Linked DNA regions of Mus musculus: region 1 is linked to region 2. The links are chromatin contacts, called in public HiChIP or PLAC-seq maps. All regions are on one chromosome and are shown on one strand. The core of a region is the stretch at or near the end of the contact, and the rest is flanking DNA. Distances in the headings are between cores, read along the strand shown.

Region 1 (6,186 bases), core at 263-2,762, 360 kb after region 2:
ATTTGACCATTAAGAGAAACTTGACAAAAGAGACACTTAGAAACTGAGTCTCAACTCAGGGTACAAATAAATTTGTAGAAGCGGGACCTTGGGCAAATCTTTTTTGGCCTCAATCCACATTTTTGAGGTGTAGTTAAAAACAATAACCTAAGCTTATCACCTTTGAAGGAAAAGGTGGAGCCAGCTAGCAGGTAGAAGGTAGATTAGACACTCATTTGTTGCGTCAGCATGGTAGCAAGTGTTTCAAATATCTTCATTGGTTTTTAAATTTCCTTTCTGGAAAAAAAAAAGACTGAAGAAAACCACATATACACATTGAGTTCCAAGAAACATTGCAAAATGTTTTAGATATTTCAAGGCTTACTCCACCAAAAGATCTGCTTTTTCAAAAACTGTATGAGTCTAGTGCTTGGGCAATTCTGAAGTTTGCCCAAAGTGTCTTGCTGTTGGATTGCCCTGATTCATTTTTTTTTAAAGCAGAGAACTTGATGATTTGGATATTAGCAACTAGAAACAGATGTAATACATTAGTAAACTGTGAATCAATCCTGACAATGTCTCCAAATATTTGCTTCTACTTAAGACAGCTATCGATGGTCAATTCTACAGAACTGACTTTACGTGATATTATAGCCCATGATATTTATTTAGCTTTGATTTTTGTGACAGGGTCTCATGTAGCCTCCAAGTCACTCTGTAGCAAAGGCTGACCCTTAACTCCTGACCCTTTTTGTTGTTAACCTCCCCAAATCTGGGATTCTAGGTCTGCACATCCATGCCTGCTTTGGTCCAGAAACTATGATGTGCTCTTGTCTGACAGGTATTGTCTAGACTCTTCAAAACCACAAGGTTCTCTTCCTGCTCTCATTTTCTTACCTGAATAAGATTATTAACCCCTGGGGATTGGGTGCTTCCAATTGTCATACTAAGGAAGAGAATCTTCAGTCATCTCATCCTACAGGGGCATCTCTAGGCTTGACTATATACAAATAGAGGAAAAGAGATGCTGCTTTTGGATAAGAGGTTGTCACATCACTCCTCTCAATGAGAAGTTCAGCTATTTAGTTGTCTGCTTATAAGCAGGCAAGAAGCACAAGGGTTGTAGATAAATGTAGGAGACCTTCAGTTTAGGAATGAGAATAAAACTTGGTTATTAACAGTGTTGGATCAGTTAAAGAAGTGTAAACTAAGCAAGCAGTATAAATCTGGGCAGGGCTAGCCTCAGGTTACTCCTGTCCTTTAACATAAGATAGCAAGAAAAAACGGCCCAGTCAGAAATGCTAGCCAGCAAGGTGATAATATAAGTTTCAGTTGGTACAATTAGAATTCAGGGAATTCACCCTGCTTCCCAGGAAATAGGTAGGCCCATAAAACCTTGCAATGGGTTTCCATCCCTTGGAGAACACTAGTTATACCTTCATGTCAGAAACTCAGGATGTTAGCCTTAGAGTCTCAGCTACTGGCAGAGTGTGTGGGTTACATGTGTAAACACAATGAGGCTGACTCATTAGAAAAGGGATATAAAATAATAAAGAATGAAAGCCTACACGTTTGACACAGGAATGTTTCTGGGACACACAGAGGTGGCATTGAAGTCTAGTTTGTTGAAGCAGGTGTTTTTATCCAACTCAGACAGTTGATATGTATGAGTTGGAGATTAAGCCACACGCTGGGAGGCCAGGGCAGGTGACCACAGCCTGTCCCATGCTGTCCTTGGCCCGTGAGAACCAGAGCAGTACACGTGAGGCAGTTGAATCCCAATGAGTGGCTCTGGACATGAAAGGAGAGTCAGGAGAATAGCGCCTGCGTCTGTCTGCATAGGGAAGGGCAACAATCATACTGAAAACTGGGAACGTGAAGCCCAGACTTTCTCTGCTCAGCTGCCAGAGTTGGAACTGTAGTCCTTAATAGTTTCAACTTAAACATGCTGCTAGCCAAACCAAAGAAGTGGGAGAAAGAGAGAGAAAGAAAGAGAGGGGGGGGGGGAGGGAGGAAGGAAGGGAGGGAGGGAGGGAGGGAGGGAAGGAGAGAGAGAGAGAGAGAGAGAGAGGAAGGAAGGAAGGAAGGAAGGAAGGAAGGAAGGAAGAAAGAAAGAAACAAAGGCAAAAACAACGAAAGCAAAACGAAATGAAAAAGACCTATAGAAAGCATGTTGGCCTGTGTTCTGTGTGGCTGTGATATATAACAATGCCATTGCTATTTCAGGGCTGGCTTGAAGGCTGTGTGAGTCTGCTCAGAAACGGTGCCAAGCACAACATCCCAGATAAAAATGGCCGCCTACCTCTGCACGCTGCCACTGCAGAGCCTGATGTGAGGTGAGCAATTCATAGCATGCCAGGTGGAAAAGGCTTTGCAGGAGAAGGGTATGGGGCCTACCCTTCAGTGGCTGATAAAAAGAAGACTTACTCATGGTTTGTAGATAGGACCACACTAAATGTTCTAGAGTAACCTTAAACTCCAGCCTTACTTCCCTCCTGCTTCAATCTCCATCATTTTGAAAGCTCCTATGGCAGCTGGTGACATTTTCTACTACAAACGGCAATGATGCCGCTTGGCGCTTCCTTCATACTCTGTCGCGTACCACATGCCTTTAGTAGTAGTTCAGCATCTCCCAGTCCCAGGCCCTGACCAGCAGCACTGGGGGATAGTTTGTTTGCCTCATTCTTAAGCACCCAGGGTCAGAATGAAGACCTGAAGCTCTGTGGAGCTGAAGGGGTTAAACCATCCTCTAGGCGGGGTGTCTGGGTGTGGCGGGGGAATAACAGGATTTCTTCAGTCATTTTTATAGAAAGTAAAAGGCTTGGGAAATTCCAGGTCTATCCCTGAGGCTCGCTGCTTGTTATCTTGGACCACGTCCAGAAATAACAGAATTTACTCAAAGCCTTGAGCAAGCCCAGACCATTAACTATCAGTAAATATCATAGGTAAGCAAATGGTCTGTTTTCAGAAAAGGAAAGGGAAAAGGAAGGGAAAGGAGAGAGAGAGGAAAGGAAGGGAGGAAAAGGCTTCATTTCGACAGCTTGTACAAATGTTTAGTCATAGAAGTATACTGTTTCTGCAGGAGTGATCTTGAGAAAATAAGTTTAAAAACATTCCCTGCAAGAATTATTCTGCCCTGATTACTGAACTTAAGTGACTTTATCTGCCTCTTGAGTAATTTTAAAAGCTACGTATTCTGAAAGATAAATGCCCACTTAAGTTGTGGTAATTATAGTTATTGCAGTAAATAAAACCCAAAGTTTGAGCACTTCAAGCACTTCACACTCAAGTTTTACTTCACAGCCCAAAGGTCAGTGCTGCTAGGTGGTGGCTGGTTCCCCTCTACTGGTGATTCAGGGACCCGATCACCTCTCCTCTTGTAATGCTAGCATCCTCAAAGGTCACAGAATGTCCCTCACTTAACCTGGTGATGGGCAAAGAGATACCTTGCTCATTCTTGCAAAACCTCAGGCAAATGTCACCGGTCACATCTGTTCTTCTTCCATTAAAAAGGGCTAGTCATTTGCACACACTTCAATAGAATGAACCTCAGGAAAGACAATCCTGGGAGGGCAATCGCTCTGCCTCTGGTGATTCCGAGCCAGAAATGATGAACTCAGACTTCGATGACAAGTTCTCTCTGTCATCTACACCTCAAGTCAGTTAAGCAAAATTACATTCAAGATCAGTTGAGTCAGCTAGGTTCAACCATTGAAATAATTAGTTGAAACCCTGTTCAAGTGCATGTCCTTTTCCATAGACTTGGTTGGTTGGTTGGTTGGTTGTTTGGTTGGTTGGTTGGTTGTTTGGTTGGTTGGTTGGTTGGCTGGTTGGTTGGTTGGTTGGTTGGTTGGTTGGTTGGTTGGTTGGCTGGCTGGCTGGCTGGCTGGCTGGCTGGCTGGCTGGCTGGCTGGCTGGCTGGCTGTTTGGTTGGTTGGTTGGTTGGTTGGTTGGTTGGTTGGTTGGTTGGCTGGCTGGCTGGCTGGCTGGTTGGTTGGTTGGTTGGTTGGTTGGTTGGTTGGTTGGTTGGCTGGCTGGTTGGTTGGTTTTTGGCTTTTTTGAAGACAGCTTTTTTTTTTCTGTGTAGCTCGGGCTGTCCTAGAACTCACTCTATAGACCAGGCTGGCCTCCAACTCAGAGATAAACCTGATACACACACACACACACACACACACACACACGTGCTAGGATGAAAGGTATGCACCAGTGCCACCTAGCTCCATGGACATCGTAGACCGCAGTATCTCTAAACACTGTAGGATCTATCCTACATAGGTAGAACTTTGAAAGCAAAGAGTTGAGGCTTTTTCTTCTCTGGATACCTGATGACCCAGCCAACATCCTCTGATGAGTTTAATCCAGAACGATAAACCTCCGTCTATGTGCTAAAGATAGTTTCTTTTTGTAAAGGGATAGTTGATTCTGAATGGTTAAATCCTGCTTTACGATGCTGCTCAACTATTGAAATCCAAAAGCTGTCGTTAAGTATTTTGAAAGCAGTGTTTTGTGTTAGTCTTCTTCAAAATGGATTGGGTCAAACCCTTACCAACCTATAGACAGCAAATAAAGTAGCTGAGTTGCCTGCAGACACTCTGGGAAGCAGCTTATCCTAAAAGCTTCCTCCTGAGTGTAAAGTGATAAAAATGAGATACTTAGTGGTTATTTTACTGAGAAGTTTTATGGCAGAGTTGCATCTGCTTTAGGTGTTTGAAGCAGTAACTAACCAAGTCACAGAGTTGGGCTGCAGCCACCTGTTTGAGCATTCGCATCCACTTAGCATTGCTTTCTGAGGAAAGAGACCTTGTCTGGCTTTGTAGGCATCTTCCAACATTGCAACTGCACTGGAGAAGCCACGTCTCTTCCATTAAGGCATGTGAGCCGAGTTTCTTAAATGGACATGACTTTTAAAATAAAAGCACTCATTTATTTATTTTGTGTGTGTGTGTGTGTGTGTGTGTGTGTGTGTGTGTGTGTGTGTGTGTGTGTGTGTCTACAATGCACATGGCGAGCCAGAGGATAACTTTCAGAAGTTCTCTCCTTCATTCCTGTGAGTTCTCGGGGTCAACTTTAGGTCGTCTGACTTGGAAGGAAACATCTTTACCCATCGAGCCATCTCACCAGGCTGTACATAGGTATAACCTCAGACAGGCATAGCGAGTGCTTAGGTCTGACTTAAATTAACAGCAGATAATAGTGGTGATGAAGATGAAGATCATGGTGATGTGGAGGTTGATACTGTTACGAGCATGCTCTGAGCAAAATTCATAGAGCGTTCTCAATTCTGACCCATGTAATACACCACATACAAAGTCATACTTGTATCCTCACTTCACAGATGAGGGACTGTGACAAATACGGGAACAAACTGACACACATGAGGAAAACCTGCCCGATGAATCTGCTGTCCTCCTGAGAGCTGCCACTGTGGGCCTTGCAGAGTTTATTGTAATGATCATATTTTATCGGCAAGCCCTTGGCCTGTGTTGCCAGGCCTTATGAGAAACAACAGCCTTACACAATTTACTGGCTCACAATCAGATCATATTTTATTCATTACAGCATCTTCAAAAGTCCTATATAAGAAACCACAGGAAAAAAGTTTCGCTAAGGGCAGCTTGGCTCCGCTTCTCCAGAGAAATCAGATGGGATTTGTGTTATAGGAACGCTGTGGTGTGGTTTATGATCCACTGTCTCACTTTCTGTGCTTAGAAAGTTCAAACCTCAGTTTGAAACCTGCCTATGACACACACAGGTCTGTAGGTCATCTTTTCTTCCCATCGTCTGCCCCGGTTTTCTCTGACTAATTTCTTCACTCACCTTGTTTTTATTTATGTAACCAAATGTCACCTAAGATCCTTGTTAGGTTGAGGTCAAGAGTGGCGGGGAGTCAGGCTAAACTTGAATCTGGCCTCATCTGACCAACCCCTTTGTCTTGGACAAGTTCCTATGTCAAGGCAGATAAGTTTCTTTTCTAGAAAGTAAGGAGAGGCAGAATTAGAGGAAAATTTATTAGCCATAGTACTGATCACGGTACCTAATACATTGTGTTCAGAAAGCATTAAGGCTGAGTGTGTGTGATTGTAGACAGACATGAATATCAATCTCATGCTAGCGCTAAAGACTAGGATCCCTTATTGCCACCCCACCAGTTCCCACCTTGACACAGGTCTGCAGAGGGTACATGCAAACACACAGTTATTTGTGCAC
Region 2 (6,631 bases), core at 2,727-5,226:
CCCAGACCAGCTCAGTGTATTTGTTGTAGACTCTATGTCGTATTGCTTTTATGGGTGGTTTTTATTTTGTCGGTCTTTTGCTTGTACATAACACTTTCTGATGCTGTGGTGTTTGCATGTGTTTCTTGTGTTTTTAAATCATTTATTTATTTATTTATTTATTTATTTATTTAATTCATTCAAGACAGGGTTTCTCTGTGTAGATGCTGTGGTGTTTGCATGTGTTTCTTGTGTTTTTAAACCATTTATTTATTTATTTATTTATTTATTTATTTAATTCAAGACAGGGTTTCTCTGTGTAGATGCTGTGGTGTTTGCATGTGTTTCTTGTGTTTTTAAATCATTTATCTATTTATTTATTTATTTATTTATTTATTTAATTCAAGACAGGGTTTCTTTGTGTAGCCCTGCCAGTCCTGGAACTCACTCTGTAGACCAGGGTGGCCTCGAACTCAGAGATCCACCTGCCTCTGCCTCCTGAGTGCTGGGATTAAAGGCATGCACTACCACTGCCCGGCTTAAATCTTTGTTTTAATGTTTTGTTTTATAGAGAGGTAGGGAGGCGGGGAGGGGAGTGTGCTCTGAAGATACTACATAATTTTTTTTTCAACCATGAAGAAAGACTGAGAATTTTTGATCATCGTTTTTATCCTTGGTTGGCTATAAATAGATAAGCACGGCAAGATTAAATGTCATGGTCAAGGTCACAGAATAGATGGCAGCCACTAAACAGGAGTGCCAATGGACTGTCCATGTCCTGAGGTATGTTAGTTTTATTCTTGGGACAGCTTGAAAATCCACCCCATTTGTGACACTCCTTCCGCTTGCTTTTCCTCCCTCTCTGCCTGTCTAAATCTCCCTGTGTTCTTAACTCATCGCCCAGTTCATAGTACTATGCTAATTAAGATGATAATGACTGCTGTAATAAATACCCTGATTGGACATGGCTTGACCACTAATCCAATTGTGGGAGTTTGTTTTGTGCTGTTTGTTTGTGGCTGGTATAAAGTCTATAGTGGATGTCTGGATGGACAGGCCTCTATTCTCCGGGAGGTGACCCTGAGCCTGAGCTTCATTTGTTTTGCTGCTCCAGCGTCTTTGATTTCTGACTTCCCATGCTGCCCCAGGGCATCAGAGTGCTTTGTCATAAGGACACAACATGGAGGAAGACAGCTGAGTGCACCATGGAGCCCCTACTCTGGAAGTGACCTCTGTCCTCCTGTTCGAATTACCTTGCCTGGAACTCTTATTTCATGGCCACACCTCACTACACAGTTGTTGGCTGCTTCTCCAGGAAGAAGAAATGGCCTTGTTGTCTAACCAGACTCCCTGCCTTGGGAACTTTCTTCAGCTTTGGTTTCTGCGGCTCATTTGCCTTTAGATGGTTGTCCCGGGATTCCATGTCCAGCCCCTGCTGTACAAAGGAGTCTTAGAGAGACTTCACCCTGCTTCTTTGAGGCTCCTGTTCCAGGCTCATTTTCTATGGGAGCCTTGGAACCCCGAGCCTTCTCCTGTCTGTTGAGTATCACTTCTCTGGCACCTTGCTTCTCTGTCTCCTAGGTGCTGTCACCACACTGCACTAGACAGAACAACTCAGCACTCTGTGTGCTCCTGTCACATCCCTAGTACCCCACCCATCCCCTGTACCCCCACCCTTGCCCCAGGGCTTCTCCCTTTCATCAGCACCTAAAACAGCAGCTCCTCTGGACCTGACCTCAGCACTCCGGATACTTCATTCATCCTGAATTTTGCTGTCCTTTCTGCCCCTTCCACTGAAACCCAAGCTCTGATCATCAACGCCTCTAACTTTCCAATCCCCAATTATCCCAAACAGGCTCTGGGCTGAGCTTTCCCTTTGCTCTAAAGATAGCCCTCTACTTCTGCTCATTGTCTTGGAACTTCTCCATTTCTTTACTCTTAGCCACTCTCTAGAAAAGACTTCACATGCACGACCCTTTCCTACACATAGTATGAATGACTGGCATTGACGGCACCATTTCCCCCTGTAAGAAAACACATCCGAAGGGCACAGTGACTTTCAGGCCACAGAATATACACAGGACAGAGTCAGCGCAAGATAAACAAAAGCCCACCAAGCTTTCAAGTTTCTTCAAACTCTCCATTTTTTTTTTCCCAACTCTGTATTGCTTGTTCCTACCAAATCTATTTCCAGGCGACTTCAGTCTCTCACCTCTGTTGCTATGTCTGGACAGAAGCACTGAGTCTCTACCTGCTAAGCTAGAAACCCCCTGGAGTGCAACACCCCTTGAAGAAGTGTATGAAGAATGGCTGAAACTTTGAAATAATGAAAAGTTTTATTTATTTATTCATCTGTCTATTTATTTATTTTTTAAATTATCCTCACTTCGGGTACAGGGAGGGGTAGCTCTTGGGTCTCCAGCCCAGAGCCTTGCCAGTGCTAGGCAAGTGCTCTACCACTGTAACATGTCTGCTCACCTAAAGACTTGTGGGCTGCTTAAAAAAAATAATTATTTTTTTTCTTACATGTATAGGATATGGAAGTGGAAATGTCAAATAAATCAGGTAAGAGTCACCAATAAAGCCAGCAGTAGTTTTAGACCCAGTCCTTTAAAAATGTGTGCTTGGACTTGTGAACCACATGAAGGACCAAGGAAGGAGGCTTCTGTTAAGAAGACTTGATGTGAGAGATGGCTCAGTGCTTAAGAGCACTGACTGCTCTTCCAGAGGTCCTGAGTTCAAATCCCAGCAACCACATGGTGGCTCACAACCATCTGTAATGGGATCTGATGCCCTCTTCTGGTGTGTCTGAAGACAGTGATAGTGCACTCACATACATTAAAAAAAAATCTTAAAAAAAAGAAGTCTTGATGTAGCAGGAGAGATGATTTAGTGATAAATAAATGATGATGAAGTGGTGGGTGGGGGATCACGAAGCACAAAGTCCACCTGTTACTGCAAATGACTGCTAGTAAGAGCGTACTTAGTTGGAGAGGTTGAGGGTGGAGTTTGATTCCACCTTAATATCATGAATAACTGACTATTAATCTAAGCCGTGCTGTGGAACACCACATATGTGATCCCTGCCTCTAGTGAGTTTACTGCCTAGCAAGGGAGAAAGCCACCAAGCTCACGGCTATATAAACAGTTCCCTAACAGGAACAATGACTACTGGGAAGGAAAAGTATGACAGGTATGAGACTGTGTAAGGGGGAGATGCTGAAAGGGTCTGCGGCAGAGGGGCAGGAGGTGGTGCAAATGCCACATTCCTCATCTGAAGAGCCTGGCACCAAAAGGGCCTCAGATTTTGGATATGCCTCCAGAAATTTCTAGAGTGTTTACGTATGCATAATGATATCTTGGTCAAAGGGGTCCAAACCTAAGCAAAAAAAAAAAAAAAAAAAAAAAAAAAATTCAGTGTGTGTGTGTGTGTGTGTGTGTGTGTGTGTGTGAATGTGTAATACAGTAGTAGAAGGTAATTTTACATAGTATTTTTAGTGTGTCTGAGCTTTGAGTGCAACCAGTCACCTGAAGTCAAATGTAGAATTACCCATGTGCAGCTCATTGTTAGTACTCTAAAGGCGTCCGATTTGAAGCATTTTGGATTTCGGGTTTCTAATTGGGGATGCTCACCTCTGCTGAGAGACGGCGCATAGAAAAAAAGCAAACATGGAGGCATACAGCAAAGCAGTTTAGGAAGAGAAGACAAGAAAGATGGGTCACAATGTGTCCTGAGAGCGTCTCCTTGGTTGTCAGAAATCTGAACTTGACTTGTTAGGAAAGAAGGAAAGACACAAAGGTCAAGGTAGTCCAAGGGAAGCCTTGTGACTCAGGCCAGAGCAAAGCCACATGAAAAAGAATCACAGGGCTTTTGTTTTTGTCCAGAAAGCCATATCAATCACTGTCACTCTCCGGATGCGATATGGAGAGCCAGGGAGCAGCCAGGCTCACGGTAACCATCCATGTACGTTCTATGTGTGCTTTATGACTCAATGTCTGGTCTGTTTGCTGGTCTCATGTCTCACAAGGCAAGAGGTAACAGTTTAGGACGAGGACAGGGCCAGGCAGCACAGGGAGGGAGGATTCATATCCTGGAGAGCTTGTTGGTTATACCTGGGTGCTCTGCAGTGCAGCCCAGTGAGTGAAGAGCAAAGGAATAAAATACTCAGTGTGGACAGGGTAGCCGACCACCCATCCCAGAAGTCCTAGGGTTATCTCTTTCCTCTTCTCCTCACTGGCATGATCCAGCCAGGTTGAACTTGGTTGGGTTTTGGCACAGCTTCCTCAGCAGTTTAGAAGCGAGGCTTTCTATAACATGAAGGAGGCTTGCCCCAGCAGAGCCAAAGTCACCAGGCCTCCCTGGAGCTCCCTTTTGAACGTCTTTAGTAAGCACACACGTGGCACACAGACCCTTTTAGCCTCTTAGCACAATTCTTACAAATCAAACCCACTGGTGGGCAGAGCAGGAAGATGTCTGGCTGCCATCCAGACAGTAAACAATAGAGGCAATTATTAGACAGTCATTAATCTTGTCAATTACACATTAACCCAGGCAGTGTGTGTTAAGGGGAGTACAATCTTCATATACATATACATACATATATATATATATATATATATATATATATATGTTTGTTTTTATTAACCATGAAAGAGAACATTTTAAAAGGTCTATATATCTATACTCTCCCCAGCTTCTCCATTTGAGGAGACAGTCATACCACTCTGAAAATTCCTTTAGCAAGTATGTTGGTTGCATCTCTCAATGTTTTTGTTTTTTTTGGTTTTTTTTTTTGTTTTTTTTTTTTCTCTGTTGGCTGATAATTCAGTTCTGCTGAGTATTCAGGAAGCTGATTGTGTTGCTTTCGGTAAATCCACTACAGTTCCTTTTTCAATCTGAATACTTTGGTCAAGTGGTCTATATTAATATAAATACTAGCTTCACTAGATGACACAGTAATTGGTAGCACAGAGCAGGGGTTGGAGGCTTTTTCTTTGCGTCTGTCTATAAAGACCTACTTTCTGTTCATCTTTGTCTGAGTAGGTGTTACCAAAAGACATCCTTGCCCATTTGAGAACCCATAGCACCTGGCTTTGAGGTCTAAGGAAATGAAAAACAAACAAACAACATGGCGTGCCATCTAGAAACAGCTGCATTTCACCTTACTGGGGGTGGTGGTGAGGAGGCAGTTTTTCTTCAGAGCCTTTCTCTAAACACCCACACCCGCCTTCAGTACTCTGACCTTCCCAATCCTTTTTAAAAGCAGCTCTAAGAAGTGACCCATGTCAAGCCATTTATTTCTTCAGGGGCAGTAATGAGCCCAGAGAATGTTTGTGCTTGGCCACATTTCCGTTGTAAACCTTATCTTTAGTGATGGAATGAGAAGAATTTCAGGTATTAGATAATAACCCAAAGTTGAAGTTTTTAAGTTCTGTTCACATGGCACCCAGACAAATAACCTTTTTATTGGCAGGAAGGGCAATTCTCAGTGGGCACTCGTCACGATTTGAGTAGTTGCTCTCTGCTCTCTCTCTCCTTTAAGTTGAACTGGCTGTGGGGGACAGGAAATGAGGGTAGGTGGTGACAGGGCAAGTGGAAGAGAAGAACTCCTAAAACGTTACTTTCTAAGACATTTGAGACCTATTTAAGTAGAGTCCTAATGCCTGCCAGGTCAGAAGACCCAGGGATGTGGAAGGACAGAAATATCTGTTGAAAGTGAACATCAACTTCTTCCTTGAGATGCCTAGAGAGGAGAGTCCCCCAGTTTCTAGGGGATGGAGGCATCTTGATTAACTGTCAGATTTGGTTCATGAATGCAGCGATTATAAGGTTTTCATTAGACTCACCTTGATCCTATCTCTAGGTCTAATAAATATTAACTGCATTTATTTTGGAAGTCGGGCTTGGTAGCATGAGAGGGCTGACTCATCACTGAGGTTCCCTGAAGCTCTAAACTCCAGTGCTTTCTGAGATCTGCAACACTAGATTAAGTGGTGTAATTTAATATGTTATTATTCCAACCAAAAGGCTCAGGCTTAGGATGCTGGTGAAAGTAAGAGGCCAGAACACAAGGGAGAGCGGCCACTCTCCATGGCTCGTTTCCTCCCTAAATCAGAGCAATTACAGAGCCAGGGGAAGAAATAGAAGTTACCGGTGGCAAATCGATAGTAACAGTATTGCCAGCACTCGGATCAGGGATATGTGGTCAGAAGGGTGGGAAAGAGCAGAGAGATTCTGGAACTTCAGGCGTGTCAGCGTCTTCTAATGGTAGTAAGTTGATCTTAATGGTAGAGAAGGCACGGGTTGTCCTTTGAATAGATGATTAAAAATATAAGCCACGGGAGAGTTCCTCAAAAAGAAAAAAAAAAAAGAAACTGCAACTCAGCAGCTCTGGGATGATCGAGTGTATATTTTACAGGCAGCTGGTTTCAGAACCTCAGGGAAAAGCTGTTCCCTAAGCACCGTTCTCATAAATCAGTGAAGGACAGTAGAGAGAAATTTAGAAAGGACGATTCTAGAGTTCATCGGGCTCTTTCCGGCAGAACGTTTCTATCTTCAATAACATTGTGGATACTTTCTTCAGGAACCCATTTGGAGGAAGAGTAGCCTTCATCCTAATAGGCTAGTTATCTATAATTCATTGATAATTGA

What was found. HiChIP or PLAC-seq counts read pairs in DNA pulled down with a chosen protein or histone mark.
Region 1: a contact with region 2 is called in a FOXA1 HiChIP or PLAC-seq map of pancreatic cancer cells. The contact joins two enhancer-like sites. A contact is called at or near these places in 1 of 115 datasets of contacts at active chromatin or transcription factors (pancreatic cancer cells) and 1 of 9 other capture datasets (embryonic trunk).

Annotation. Positions count from the first base shown.
Region 1 is chr13:112,324,924-112,331,109 of GRCm38.p6, forward strand. Ankrd55 (ankyrin repeat domain 55) reads left to right here. Exons shown (of 11, transcript NM_029898.3): 4 at 2,206-2,315. Among named protein-coding and RNA genes, the nearest start is that of Gm41065, 28 kb to the right of the region's middle. Within about 2 kb of position 1,513, at least 48 of the 459 cell types and tissues checked have an H3K27ac peak or open chromatin away from gene starts, as enhancers often do. A contact at or near this core is called in pancreatic cancer cells, where this site is marked.
Region 2 is chr13:111,962,420-111,969,050 of GRCm38.p6, forward strand. No RefSeq gene overlaps it. Among named protein-coding and RNA genes, the nearest start is that of Gm15322, 29 kb to the right of the region's middle. Within about 2 kb of position 3,977, at least 23 of the 459 cell types and tissues checked have an H3K27ac peak or open chromatin away from gene starts, as enhancers often do. A contact at or near this core is called in pancreatic cancer cells, where this site is marked.